2 separate regions of the Bombyx mori genome follow, and region 1 is linked to region 2. The links are chromatin contacts, called in public Hi-C maps. All regions are on one chromosome and are shown on one strand. Each heading gives the region's core, a stretch centred on a gene start, on an enhancer-like site or on the middle of the called end of the contact. The rest is flanking DNA. Distances are from core to core; before and after follow the strand shown.

Evidence for each region. Hi-C and Micro-C count contacts between places; a contact is called where the count stands out from the background.
Region 1: a Hi-C map of posterior silk gland shows a contact between it and region 2, with 2.4 times the contacts expected there. The contact joins the enhancer-like site here to the promoter of LOC101746685 in region 2. A contact is called at or near these places in 2 of 7 Hi-C or Micro-C datasets (posterior silk gland and whole pupa).

Annotation. Positions count from the first base shown.
Region 1 is chr13:3,526,372-3,532,525 of ASM3026992v2, forward strand. LOC101746685 (nose resistant to fluoxetine protein 6) reads left to right here. Exons shown (of 13, transcript XR_009974614.1): 3 at 600-793; 4 at 5,292-5,574. All of the region lies in intron 2 of LOC134199939, which reads right to left. Among protein-coding and RNA genes, the nearest start is that of Defensin2, 24 kb to the right of the region's middle. Within about 2 kb of position 4,335, at least 2 of the 8 cell types and tissues checked have open chromatin away from gene starts, as enhancers often do.
Region 2 is chr13:3,492,624-3,499,097 of ASM3026992v2, forward strand. LOC101746685 (nose resistant to fluoxetine protein 6) reads left to right here and starts at 3,664. Exons shown (of 13, transcript XR_009974614.1): 1 at 3,664-4,201. It overlaps LOC101744370, which reads left to right. Exons shown (of 12, transcript XM_004928055.5): 12 at 1,449-2,014. The coding sequence ends at 1,979.

The DNA of each region.
Region 1 (6,154 bases), core at 3,085-5,584, 34 kb after region 2:
AAAACTTTATCATTAGGACGTGTTCAAGGTTCTTATGATATTACTAGTTCAAACGTTGTTTTGCCATGTATAAGAAATCTAGGGAATTTTTAGTGAAGAAAAAAAAACTAACTTATTGTAAGTGTGTAAGGATGTGGTAAATGAGTGAAAGAGGCATGTAGCGCTGTGAACGATGAGAGAATATAAAAATAACAAAACCTCATTCAACCACATAATGCCTCATTATAACAAGAAAAAATATGTCCAAAAAATTAAAAATAAATGTATATAATATGTATAAATGTATATAATATATGTTTGTATTGTACTGTTGGTTTCCCAAAAAATAAATAAAATAAAAAGTTGATAATGAAGGATATGATTTTTATTTGGTTAAAAAAATCGGCGTGTTGGGTTATTACATATACATATAGTATATAGAATGGGATAAAATTATATTGTATTGGTTGATTTTCTTCTTTCACTTTTAATAACGGAGCAATGTATATAGTATGAAAGAACTGTTAACGTGTGTCAAGAGTGGTGGCATTCACATTGTAATGTCTCTTTATTAAGAGTTTGGGGCAATGAAAATAAATAATCTTGTTTGTGCTTCGCAGATTAGGACGGGCCGAGGAGAAACACTGCGCTGGGCGGTTTGCGTACCGAATGTTTGCAACTCTGAAGCAGTCCAGAGTTTTGTGAGCAGTGTCTTATCGCATACGGTCGGGAACAATACAGGAGTCGAAGTATCCGAACGTGATTGTTACACAAGACGACCGTTGTCTATTAACAATTTGGATGTGGCATTCTTGTGAGTTTTTATTTTTGCTTTTTTATTGCCCATTGTGGGCAGACGAGCATACGGCCCACCCGATGGTGAGTGGTTACCGTGGCCCATGGACTTCAGCAATGCTAGGGGCAGAGCCAAGCCGCTGCCTACCGTTAAATACATTATTTTACTACAACTATGCTAAATTATTTTAGGGTTAAACAGTGACATTTGTGAAGTGTACTGCATTAAGCTTATTTACGTAAAAGCATTATATTTTAATTGGATGAAATATTTTTTATAAGTTTTTTAACAACTAAGGGCTATTTTCATATTTCGTTTGACGAAATTTATGTAACATTTGGAAGACGCTGAAAAAGAGAGTAAATATATAAAAAAAAAACGTGTGGCACTCGAGAACTGCCGCGGTAAAGCTATTGCATAGCATTTTTTATCAACTTATGTAATTATAATCAGACAATGATAATTTAATATTAAAACAATAATAAGACCACGCTATATTAAACACTAATAAAAGCAAAACCTTAATTGTCCCCTTCACACTCATAAGCTAGACCGCGCGAGAGAGAGAGATGGGCAGACTTTTCATGATGCGCATGCAGTGTGACGTCACGCCACGCGCTTATTCACAAACACTACACAAGCGCAACGTGTGAATGTGTTGAACGCGAGCTACATGGTAGGCGGAGTGAGGGGTGGAAGGTTTTTTCGTTACGGAATTTCATGATTTCGGGCTCAAGGCCCGCGATAAAAGCTATGCAATAGCTTAAAAAACAGTAAAAATTACTGAAACCTAGTAATTCAATAACCCTGACCTAAAATATATTTTACTATGCAGAGATTTAAACTCGATCAAGTTATAATACTGCGGCCCATAACTTAAGAGTTTGGTGCGACTTTTGGCGTGACGACGTTCAAAATCCCGATTTACTGCCTTAAGCTCTATGTATTTATTTTTCGCATAAAAAATGCTATCCTTGTTTTTTGTGGCTTATTCAACTTGTAAATTATTAACTGACTTTATTAAGAATTGTTGTTTGGATTCGATTATTATCTTATCAGCTATCTATGAACGTTTCTATTTATTCTTTGGATTCATGGCTCACTAACCGTATGTGTGCTACTTGATTTTAATGTTTAAGGTACTGGTTTTTCAAAGACGTGTTGCAAATCCACATAAGCTCACCCAATATACTTACCTATGAAATCAAAATGTTTGACTGCTTCGAGCAGAAATAGGCAGTACAGTAGGATAATAATTCACAAGTGCGGGATCGCTAGCACGAGCGAGGCATAACTTGAGTCCGTAGGCACCATCGTGAATGTCCTTTATCTCTTTTAATACATTAAAGGCTTCGTCAAACAGAACGCGTAATTAGCGCGCGTCGTAGCGCTAAACTAACGGCGCGCTATGACGCCGAGATGTGTTGTAATACTATGGTAACGGTAACATACCGTCAGAGCTCCAGCGCTATAAGTACGCAATGCTCTGTCGCGGCTTTAGGACGGTTTGACGTCAGGCGTTGTCATTTTTTACAAATTTAATTTAGCGTCCGAGTGAATGTGTATTAAAATACTGGATAATGCCCGAAAAAATGATAGAAATAATTAGAAAATACCCATGCTTATACAATGCCACATCTGAATCACTGGACATCTTAATTCTTTTAAATTTTCATACTGCTATCGAAAGGCACTAACTATGATTTGGCGGTACGTTGCGTCAAGGAGCAGTGGGCTCATCTAGTCAATTTGTCTTACGTGTAAAGAGCGCGACGTTAAAACGCAGCGCTAAGTATAGTAACCGGCAAACATCTTGAGCAAATGACCTTGACTGCGCAGAACCGAATTTTAGATCACTTTGGTGGTGAGGGTGAGGCGCGGCGCCAGGGGAAATCGTATCGAGCGCGTTATTGGTAGATCAGTCGAACCTTGCGCCCCGCACCGCGCCCTCGTTCCGCTTGCTCCCAAAAGTACGCTTGCGTACAGTAAAAAGTCTATCGTTATTAATCGTTAAGTTATTTGTTATAATTGCTTGTTGACTTTGTTGCCATTGCTATTTGTTGAGTGTTTGTTGATTTTTTATAAAAAATACACTATGCCGCGACAAACTGGTGTAGTAATCAAAAGAAAGGGTAGAAAAATTGTGTACGACGTATATTGCTTCATTATAAAACAGGGGAAAAATAATATGAAAAAAGTAAAACAGACTTCGGAAACAACAAAAACACCAGTGAGTACTGTTAGGTGCATTATTAGCGAAGCTAAAGGCTCTGGCTTGCTCGCCGTGTTTGGGACTCCGGGTAAGAAAAGATCAGGGAAGAAGAAAGTTACCGGAATGGATAGTTTCGTTCAATCTGTAATAAAAAGATGTAATCATAATAACTACATAACAAGCAGCGAAACTCCGTACCGTAGAAAGGCTTCGAAAAATTTAAAGAAGATATACATTTTAATGGCTCGGAATGAAGTTTACGACGAATTATGAAAGAGCTAGGCTTCAGATGAAAAAAAAAACAGAAAATAATCGGAAGCTGGTAATTGAAAAAAGTAACATTCGATTACTACGAATCGAATACATATCTTAAAAAAATAATTAATTATAGACAAAAAAGAAGATCGAACGACCGAGTTGTAAACTATACCGATGAGCCCTATGTCGACTCATCACGATGATAGCGACTCGGGTGATGAAAACAGTGATGATGATGATGGTCAAGATTATGATAACGAAAAAAAAATTACAAATACCAGCTTCGCTTCAACTGAACCAAGACCTGGCAACAGCTCTAGTTGACTTGACTTAATAGAAGGAATATCTATTTTACCCCAAGATTAAATTATTACAATTATTAACCTATATTTTTTGTTGATGTTCTAATAAATATATAAATAAATACATATGTTTATTTTAATAATTTAATTGCATTATGACGCAGCGTAAATAATGTTTTTGCACGTGAGTGTACCATGCGCAAACTTACCCCCACTACGTCAACAAATGCTCAAGAAGTTTGCCGGCTATTATACGCGTTTTTTTTTTTTTTTGCTTTGATGTGTGGACGAGCTCACAGCCCACCTGGTGTTAAGTGGTTAATGGAGCCCATAGACATCTACAACGTAAATGCGCCACACACCTTGAGATATAGTTCTAAGGTCTCAGTATAGTCACAACGGCTGCCCCACCCTTCAAACCGAAACGCATTACTGCTTCATGGCAGAAATAGGCGGGGCGGTGGTACCTACCCGTGCGGACTCACAAGAGGTCCTACCACCAGTAAAAAACGTTTGACGAAGCCTTAAGATCGAAATTTGTACTACGTTACTTTCTAATTGGGTCGCAGTCCCCATCTGTGCAGTATAGCAAAATATTCTAGTGTTGATAGTTGATACTGCCGAATATAAATACTGCGGATACAAATACTAGTACATAGCTGCTTGAGGAGCAAAATAAAGATTCCAAAATCGTATAATGAATAAAACGGTCCACGAGGTACCAAATAAACGAACACAATGAAAATAGCAAAACTTGTAATCAAACGAAAACTTGTTATATTACTAGAAGGCGCGCAACATTGCGAGCAAAACAAACATATTCCGTAAGCTACGTCTTCCTCGCTTCCTTTTTCCTATTTATTTATGACGTATGATGATAGATCACTCGTGGAAAGTTAATATTATTGTTCATTAACTCTTTGGCTGCTTTTTTATGACACAAAACTGCTTCTTTGGTTTGAACTTTCGTTGTGTATATGAATACGAAAGCTGTAGAAATGTGAATAGAAACTAGTTCAGAAAACGGGTATTGATATATCCGTCATCAAAAATGTTTAATATTTTATAGCTGTTTGTTCGTTTGAAAATCCGAAGCATCAAAGTCAACAGCTGTAACTATTTCTTTGAAAATATTTTGCAATTAATTAATATTAAATGAATTATGTACTCAATGTAGTGAAATATGCTTCACGGTCATAGTTCCTATGGCAGAGGCTGGGGATATACATACATAAATAATCAATTACATTAATCTGAAAACACCAATTTGTGTAGACACCCGTTTCAATTATGTAATTGGGAGTTCAAAATATATTTTTTTTATTGCCGTGTAGGCAGACGCGCATACGGCCCACCTGATGGTGAGTGGTTACCGTCGCTCATGGACGTCAGCAATGCCAGGGGCAGAGCCAAGCCGCTGCCTACCGTTTAATACTCTCCACAAGCCTCGTTTGAAGAAGGACATGTCATAGCGCTCGGGAAACACCGTGGAGGGGAGCTCATTCCATAGCTGGATGGTACGTGGCAAAAAAGATCTCTGGAAACGCACTGTCGATGAACGTAGTGGCTCCAGGTAGTATGGATGAACTGTACTCCGGTGGCGGGCGGTGCGATGGTAAAAGCGAGATGTCGGTATCATCTCAAACAATTCCTCAGAGGAATGGTTCCAATAGTGAATGGTGTTTAAAAAAAATTGTAAATTAAATTAGCGCATAATAATGAGCTGCATATTTTGTGTTCGCAGGTCCTTAATTCTCGTGTTCATGACCATTCTAACACTTAGCACCATTTTCGAAATCTTCATCATCTACATGGGGAAGAAAAAGGATTCCGTGATCACGGAACTGATAACGTCATTCTCTGTCATCAATAATGTAAAGAAGATTATATCAACGAAACAGCAGGGAAATCTTGGCTTAGAATGCGTAACTGGGATCAAAGCGCTGTCTATGATCTTTATTTTGGGCGGCCATGCCTGTCTATTCATAGCCAGTGGACCTGTTATGGATGCTACTGCTTGGGATAGAGTGAGTTGTCTTTTTATATTATATTGCGGACAGATTTGTCAAGTATCACCATCTAAGCTTGTAGAGGTGGATCATCTTGTGAGGCTGCCTGAGTAAGAATCACGATCCTGCCTATTTCAGCCGTGATGTAGTAATGCGTTCCAGATTGAAGGATGCTACAACTGCTGTACTATAGAACTCATGTCTCAAAGTGGCGACTTTTACGTTGTGGGCTTTCTATGGGCTTTGTTAACTACTTGTTTCAAGTTGGCCGGCAGTTAGTTCACCCGTCGAAGCAATTAAAAAAATCTCAATTATAGTTTCCACAAAATTATCATTGCTTCTAATTTGGTAGCCATAGACTTCGTTCGAGTGATGAGACAGACAGCGGTAGGCAGCGGCTTGGTTCTATCCTTGGTATTACTCGTCCATAAGTGACGGTAACCACTCACCATCAGATAGGCCAGATGTTCGTGTGCCTGCAAACGCAATAAAAAAGACAAAACAGCCAACAGTATTAAGTCTGTAACCATTCAACTCCGAATACACAGAGAGTTCCTCTTTCATCTTTGTCTTATATTTTTTGAACGTTTACATGCTA
Region 2 (6,474 bases), core at 2,414-4,913:
CGCGATTCAGATACGGTAGTAGATTCATTCGCGAAGCAGCTGCCCTTGAGTTGTTAGATCTCCTTTGGAGGCGCTCGGGCAGCTGTTAGCAAATCCCACCTCTTCTGGCTGAGCCTTTGCTCGCCCACCTATCCTGGTGAAACTGGGAAGGCCTCCGGGCCAACAGTAATCTTTCAATCATAAAAAAAAATACAATTGATTGTGACGCTTCGACCTTATACCTCGAAAAATTTAGCTGCACTGTCTATGACCTCTAATAACCTTTGAAAACTAAGCGAGGAGCCCGTTCAATAACAGTTAATTGGTAGATTTAAAAATACAGTTAAGTAGCAGATCATTATAAAGACCTCTTGGCTCTATATAGTCGGAAGTAGAGCTTATTTTAATATTTAATAGACATGCAAAACGACATTTAAATTTAGAATAAATCTGAAGATATTTAGAATTTACTCAATATATGCAGACCTTTTCTATACTCCTTTATATGCATAATTCTCATATACAAACATCCATTTTATAGTACAAACCTTATATTCATTATTTAAACCTCAACGTAGTACTAACTAACGGCTTGGTTATGCCACAGATATGGCCAAGAGTGATGGGACAAAGATTACATTTGGAGAAATTTCGGTACTTTGTAAATAGATATCATCTTTTTACATTCGTAATCATTAGAGGTTGTTTTTCAGTCACGTCAACATCATCAAAATCAAAGTTGAAGAACTTAAAACATGTATAATAAAATACGTTTTTAAAATTTTAAACAACATTTTTTTTATGATTTACGTGGTTAAACTTGGTTCTCCGTGTCATCTTCTTCAAGTTGTCAATTATGTTCTCTCGAGTGTTTAATTTATAATACGTCATTGTAATTCATTGTATGAATATCATCGAGTCAAGATGAAATTCAAAGATCAGTTATAGGAGTTTTTTAAAATTACATTATTTCTAATAGATTTTCCAAAAGGCTATATATAGAAGATTTATAGGTTTTTTCTAATTATATTATTGTTTAACAGTTTCTCAAAAAGGTTATAACTTTTGCTTTGGCATTGTTCTAAAATATTACTATTTACTTGGCATTCATCGGTAAGATACTGGATACTAAAACAGTATCTTTCGGTAACGGTATAGCTGTATCTACTAATTTGCCCACAGCAGTCAAGATAGTTTTGATTGAATTCAATGCTACCTTGACTCTCTCGGATATTTCTGATATGCTTGTGTTGAAGTTCCCATCCTAGATTATGTTAGATTTGTAGATTAGTTGTAGTATCATATTCCTGACGACTACTGCTCCCATACTATAATAATTAGCGGTGGTGTTTTACTGGGTTTTTCTTCTCGGGTGCTCTTTTCGTTTTACATGTCAATTATATGATAACGTACAACAAAATGGAAATGTAACTTTTTTGAATAATAATCTTGGGTACTTTTCTCCTCAGGTCGATTTACAGGAAATAGCAGCGATTCTGATTTCGTCAATTATCCTGACACTAACTCTAGTAATTCCAATGCAATCTTTTCATAAGCTACTAAAATTTTCATTCAAATTCGAAAATAATCTACAAAATGGGCCAAAAACAGAGAAAAATGAAACGAATTCTAAAGAACTTTATTCGAAATCAAAAGAAGAACGAGAAATCAAACAGAAACCTAGAGCTCACTTTCTAGCTCACAGAGAAGTGTTAGAAGAAATACCCGAAGAAGAAGTCGAGTATGAAATGCATAGACATAAAAATGAAGAACTAGATGAAATTGTAGAGGAAGAAGAAAACGAAGAATTAGGAGAAGTAGATCAACATCATTTTGATGAGGAATTAGATGTTATTGAAGAAGAACAAGGGGGAGAGGAGGCTTGGGTGGAAAGGGAGTATGACGAAAGACCTTATTCTAGAGAAGACAACGAACTGGATGAATGGGAGTGGACAGCTAACAATGAAGATGGTGCTCAATTTTTTCGAAACATAAGATAGCATTCTTGTTTTAATTAAACGTAATTTGAAATGTGTTTTCCGTTTTATTCACTGCTAAATTAAATTATATGCTAAATTAAAAAATAATAATATTTTATGTTTAATGGCTTAATTTAATGAGGTACTTGGAAACTTAATTATGTGTAATTTTAAACCTGTTAGATTATTAGTGGAAATGGACACTAGGGCGCATTTAGAAGAATGTAAGCGAAGAGCAGTCAATATATTAAGGATTGAGGGTGTGTCTCGGAATAGGTGGCGGAATTCACTTTGTTGTCCTGTGGGCTTCGATAGCTGCATAGGGATTACAAGACCATGAGCTCAACTACACCTAGTGTAATAGTAAATGGCCTGTGCATTAGACGCCTTCAGCTCCAACACTAGGAGCAGGCTTAGGGACCCCGGTAACCGTACTCGTCGAACTCGACAAAGAGTTCGCCGTGCAACCTAACCCATGAATCAGCTCGCTGAGTTTCTCGCCGGATCTTCTCAGCGGGTCGCGATTCCGATCCGGTAGTAGATTCATTTGCGAAGCAGCTGCTCTTGAGCTGTTAGGTCTCCTTCGGAGGCGCTCGGGTAGCTGTTAGCAAATCCCACCCCTCCTGGCTGAGCCTTTGCTCGCCCACCTGTCCTGGTGAAACTGGAAAGGCCTCCGGGCCACCAGTAAATATTCAATAAAAAAAAAAAGTAAATGGATTGTTTTCCACCGAAATTTAATCCCTTCAAGACGTCAACTATGTAGGTGAAGATTTTCTACCCAGTAGGTGTTTTTACTCGATAGAACGACACTCTAAGCTCGACGTTGTTTCTTGTATTAATTCTAGCTTATTTTGTAAGATACAAATTTGAGTTAACTTTTACGATATTCAGAACGTTAAAAATTCGCAATAAGCACACTGTTCATACATTTCTAAAAATATTGTTCAGCTCAAACATGCGCCTTACAAGTAATTGCAGCAATACTTGACAAGAATACTTTAAACAATTTCAGAAGGCTTTGTGATAGTTACTTAAGTTATGCCTGCATCCTAGAGAACATTCAAATAAAAATGGACTGTATTTTGTAATAAAGTTATACACATCCCCGTGCTCGATCGATAGTCCTCAATGCTGAGGGTTGTGCCCTCTCTGAATAACTTTCTCGCGGACCACCTAGAATAATGTAAAAACAATCTCTATGGTCGTGCTTGCCAGTAGTTGCAATGACACGATTTTGAAATTGAATGAAACAGAATTTTCACAAAAAAGAAAAGTTATAAATTTAAATTGAAAATAGATTTCAAGAGTCTATAAAGGATACACATTTTTTTTTATAATTCCTTGTCATGTTATTCCTCTGAAGCCGATTGAGATTTTTTTTTCAAATATTTCCACAAACACTTAGTAGTCCAGAATAAAAGTGATGCCGGTCACAAAGGCTTTTACACTAGTACTATCCTATTCTAAATTTATTTTATACTCTTTTATTTAATTCGTAATTTTTTCCATCAAAGGAATTTCATACTCGAAACCTCTAGTCGTTTCGGTTTTTTTTTTTTATTCTTATTAATTAATGTCAAATCGTCGGGTCGCGTGACGTCATTGGATGCATAGAGTAGATTACCATTGTAAAAAAAAATTCGGGTGCTCAGTAAAATACGTAACAATGAACCGATTACAATATCGTAATGGACAAGAGCCTTTATTTGAATCGAGGCTGTATCGACCGACTGTTAAGGTTCCGGCTAGGCACCTCAGTCAGTTGGTCAATGCGCCGCGTGCGCACGCCTTCGCCGCGATGGATTTCATGACATTCACATTACTAATATTTTTAGTAGCGGTTGTTTCCACGCAAAATTTTAACATAACAAATACCGATGCCCTCGCTAGACTAACCCCGTTATTAGATTCTAATAGAACGGTAAATGAACAAGATTTAGCGCTTTTGAATAGGACAGCCGATAAGCTCGGCTTAGATAGGGATTTAATCGCGAAATTCGTTGCGAATAGAACCGAACGAGCTTCGCAAAGGAATCCTGCTTATAACGAATACGAAGGGGACACAAAAGACACTCAAGTCAGGGTGATCGGGGAGTCTCCTGATTATGCGTCCTCAGTAGTTCTTGCGAGTGATCTGTTATCCTTAACCAGTGCTATAGCCTCTCTCAAAGATAATGCCTGCAGAGACCATGGATACAAGTTTCTGGACGGGCTACTTTTGAACAAAAGATGGGCGTTGAAGAGTAAGTACTTACTTATGTTATGTCTAAATTTTTTAGAAGATATGCAATTTTTTTCTATATAGTTAGATGAATAGAGAAGATTTTTTTTTAAAGTTAAGTTGACATTATTTCTTTTTAAATTCAAAAATTATATCAAAATTATGATTTGGCGCTATATTAGCTGTTAAATTTGAGCAAGGACACACATGTAACATATTCTAACATATTCTGGTTAGAGCAAATTAAAAAAAAAAAATGAACTCTGAGATTTAACTGCTTTGAGTTATCGTGTGATGTCTAATTTTAATAATTAATTAATTTATTATTAATTTTAATTTTAATAATTAATTTAAATAATTCTTGAAAAAACAATTATGATAGCTTTTTAAGGTTAATTTAATGTTTTCTTAATGAGCAAAGAAAATCTCATGCGATGTGTATTATCGAACTCGTAAAGTAGCAAAATAGGCTGCAGCGTTTTCTGAGTATCAAATGAGTACACTACGATTGCCAATTACCATTTTTGTGGTGGTAGCGGGAATTCTGAGTCCGCAAGGGTGGGTGCCACCATCCCACCGATCTCTCCTGCGAAGCCGTAATGCGTTCCACTATGGTTAAGGTGAATTCTCTGTTCGTGGTTCTAACGCGACGTATATGAGGAATACTGGTGCGTTCTACCAAACATTATGATTTTTAGTGAGAAAGCGTCTCACGACTCTCACGTATTCTGATCTTTTTTCATTTTTTTTATTGCTTAGATGGGTGGACGAGCTCACAGCCCACCTGGTGTTAAGTGGTTACTGGAGCCCATAGATATCTACAGCGTAAATGCGCTACCCACCTTGATATATGAGTTCTAAGGTCTCAGTATAGAACAACGGCTGCCTCACCCTTCAAACCGAAACGCATTACTGCTTCACGGCAGAAATAGGCAGGGTGGTGGTACCTACCCGTGCGGACTCACAAGAGGTCCTACCACCAGTAAAAGATCTTCCTAATAAACCCGATGCTTGTAATTTTTTGTCTTAAAGCAGGTCTGGTCTATGATACAATTTGATTTATTTTATAGCGTAGTGACCATCCACTTACGTCAAGTCTCCATGGAAATATCTTGAATTGGCAACTGCGTCATTTCAATGCAAACACTTTATTAATCAAGTTAACAAATATCTTCTATAGAAATACATACTTGAATCAAGTACTCTGTTGCTTAGTCTGTATAAGTTTTTTTAAAATGTAAAAGATGTTTCGGCTATTCACACACTACAGACTGCTTACTTTAGTCATTCACGTGTATAGGGCCAAATGCTCTTCTTGTATTTACTGATCGCGTTAACGCTGTAGGATGAGAGATAAATTTGATTTTTGTGTCTATATTTAGACGCAGAGGTGAAAGCCATATAATTCTAGCTTTCGCTCGTGAATTAATTTTTTGATAGTCACAAATAATATTTTTTTAAACTTCTATAAAAGATCCTAAACGACCTTGTTGGTATTTAGTAAATTCAACTTTAACGATGAACTTTTTAAATTTAACATATGATATATCAGAGATTGAACTAAAGCAGGATTCATCCGTATTATGTAAAAGCGCAGCGTTTATCCGCATTGTGCTTCTAGTGGTGCTTTTTGCCAAACACCGTACGGCTTTGGAATGAACTATCCTCCACCGTGTTTTCTGAGCGCTATGACATTTCCTCCGAGACGAGGTCTGCAAAGAGTACTCGGCGGTGAGCAGTACCGAACGTTAATCTGTATACAAAGATAATAAAAAGCAACTGTGCGTTTCGGTTGAAATGCGGTATATCAGTTAACCAATATTAATTGAGCCTTTGATCTTTATATCTCAAGACAGCTGCCGAAATTAACGTTGCGATTTTACGAACGCTCCGGTAACTACTTAAAATAAAAAGATTGCTTTGCTCGTATCAATAACTACTGGTGGTAGGACCTCTTGTGAGTCCGTGCGGGTAGGTACCACCACCCTGCCTATTTCTGCCGTGAAGCAGTAATGCGTTTCGGACTGAAGGGTGGGGCAGCCATTGTAACTATAATAATAATAATACTAATATAACACTTTACACCATATGTACAAGGTAAGCATATAAAAACAAATAATAGTCGGTGACATAAATTGGCGGCCTTATCTCTGAAAGCGATCTCTTCCAGGCAACCTTGCAGGGAGAGGAATAAGCGAACTGGACGGTGCTATATCTTAATAAACTTACATAAAAATATATACTTATACACACATGTGAAAAATAAATACAATATAAGATAGACTTAAATACGAT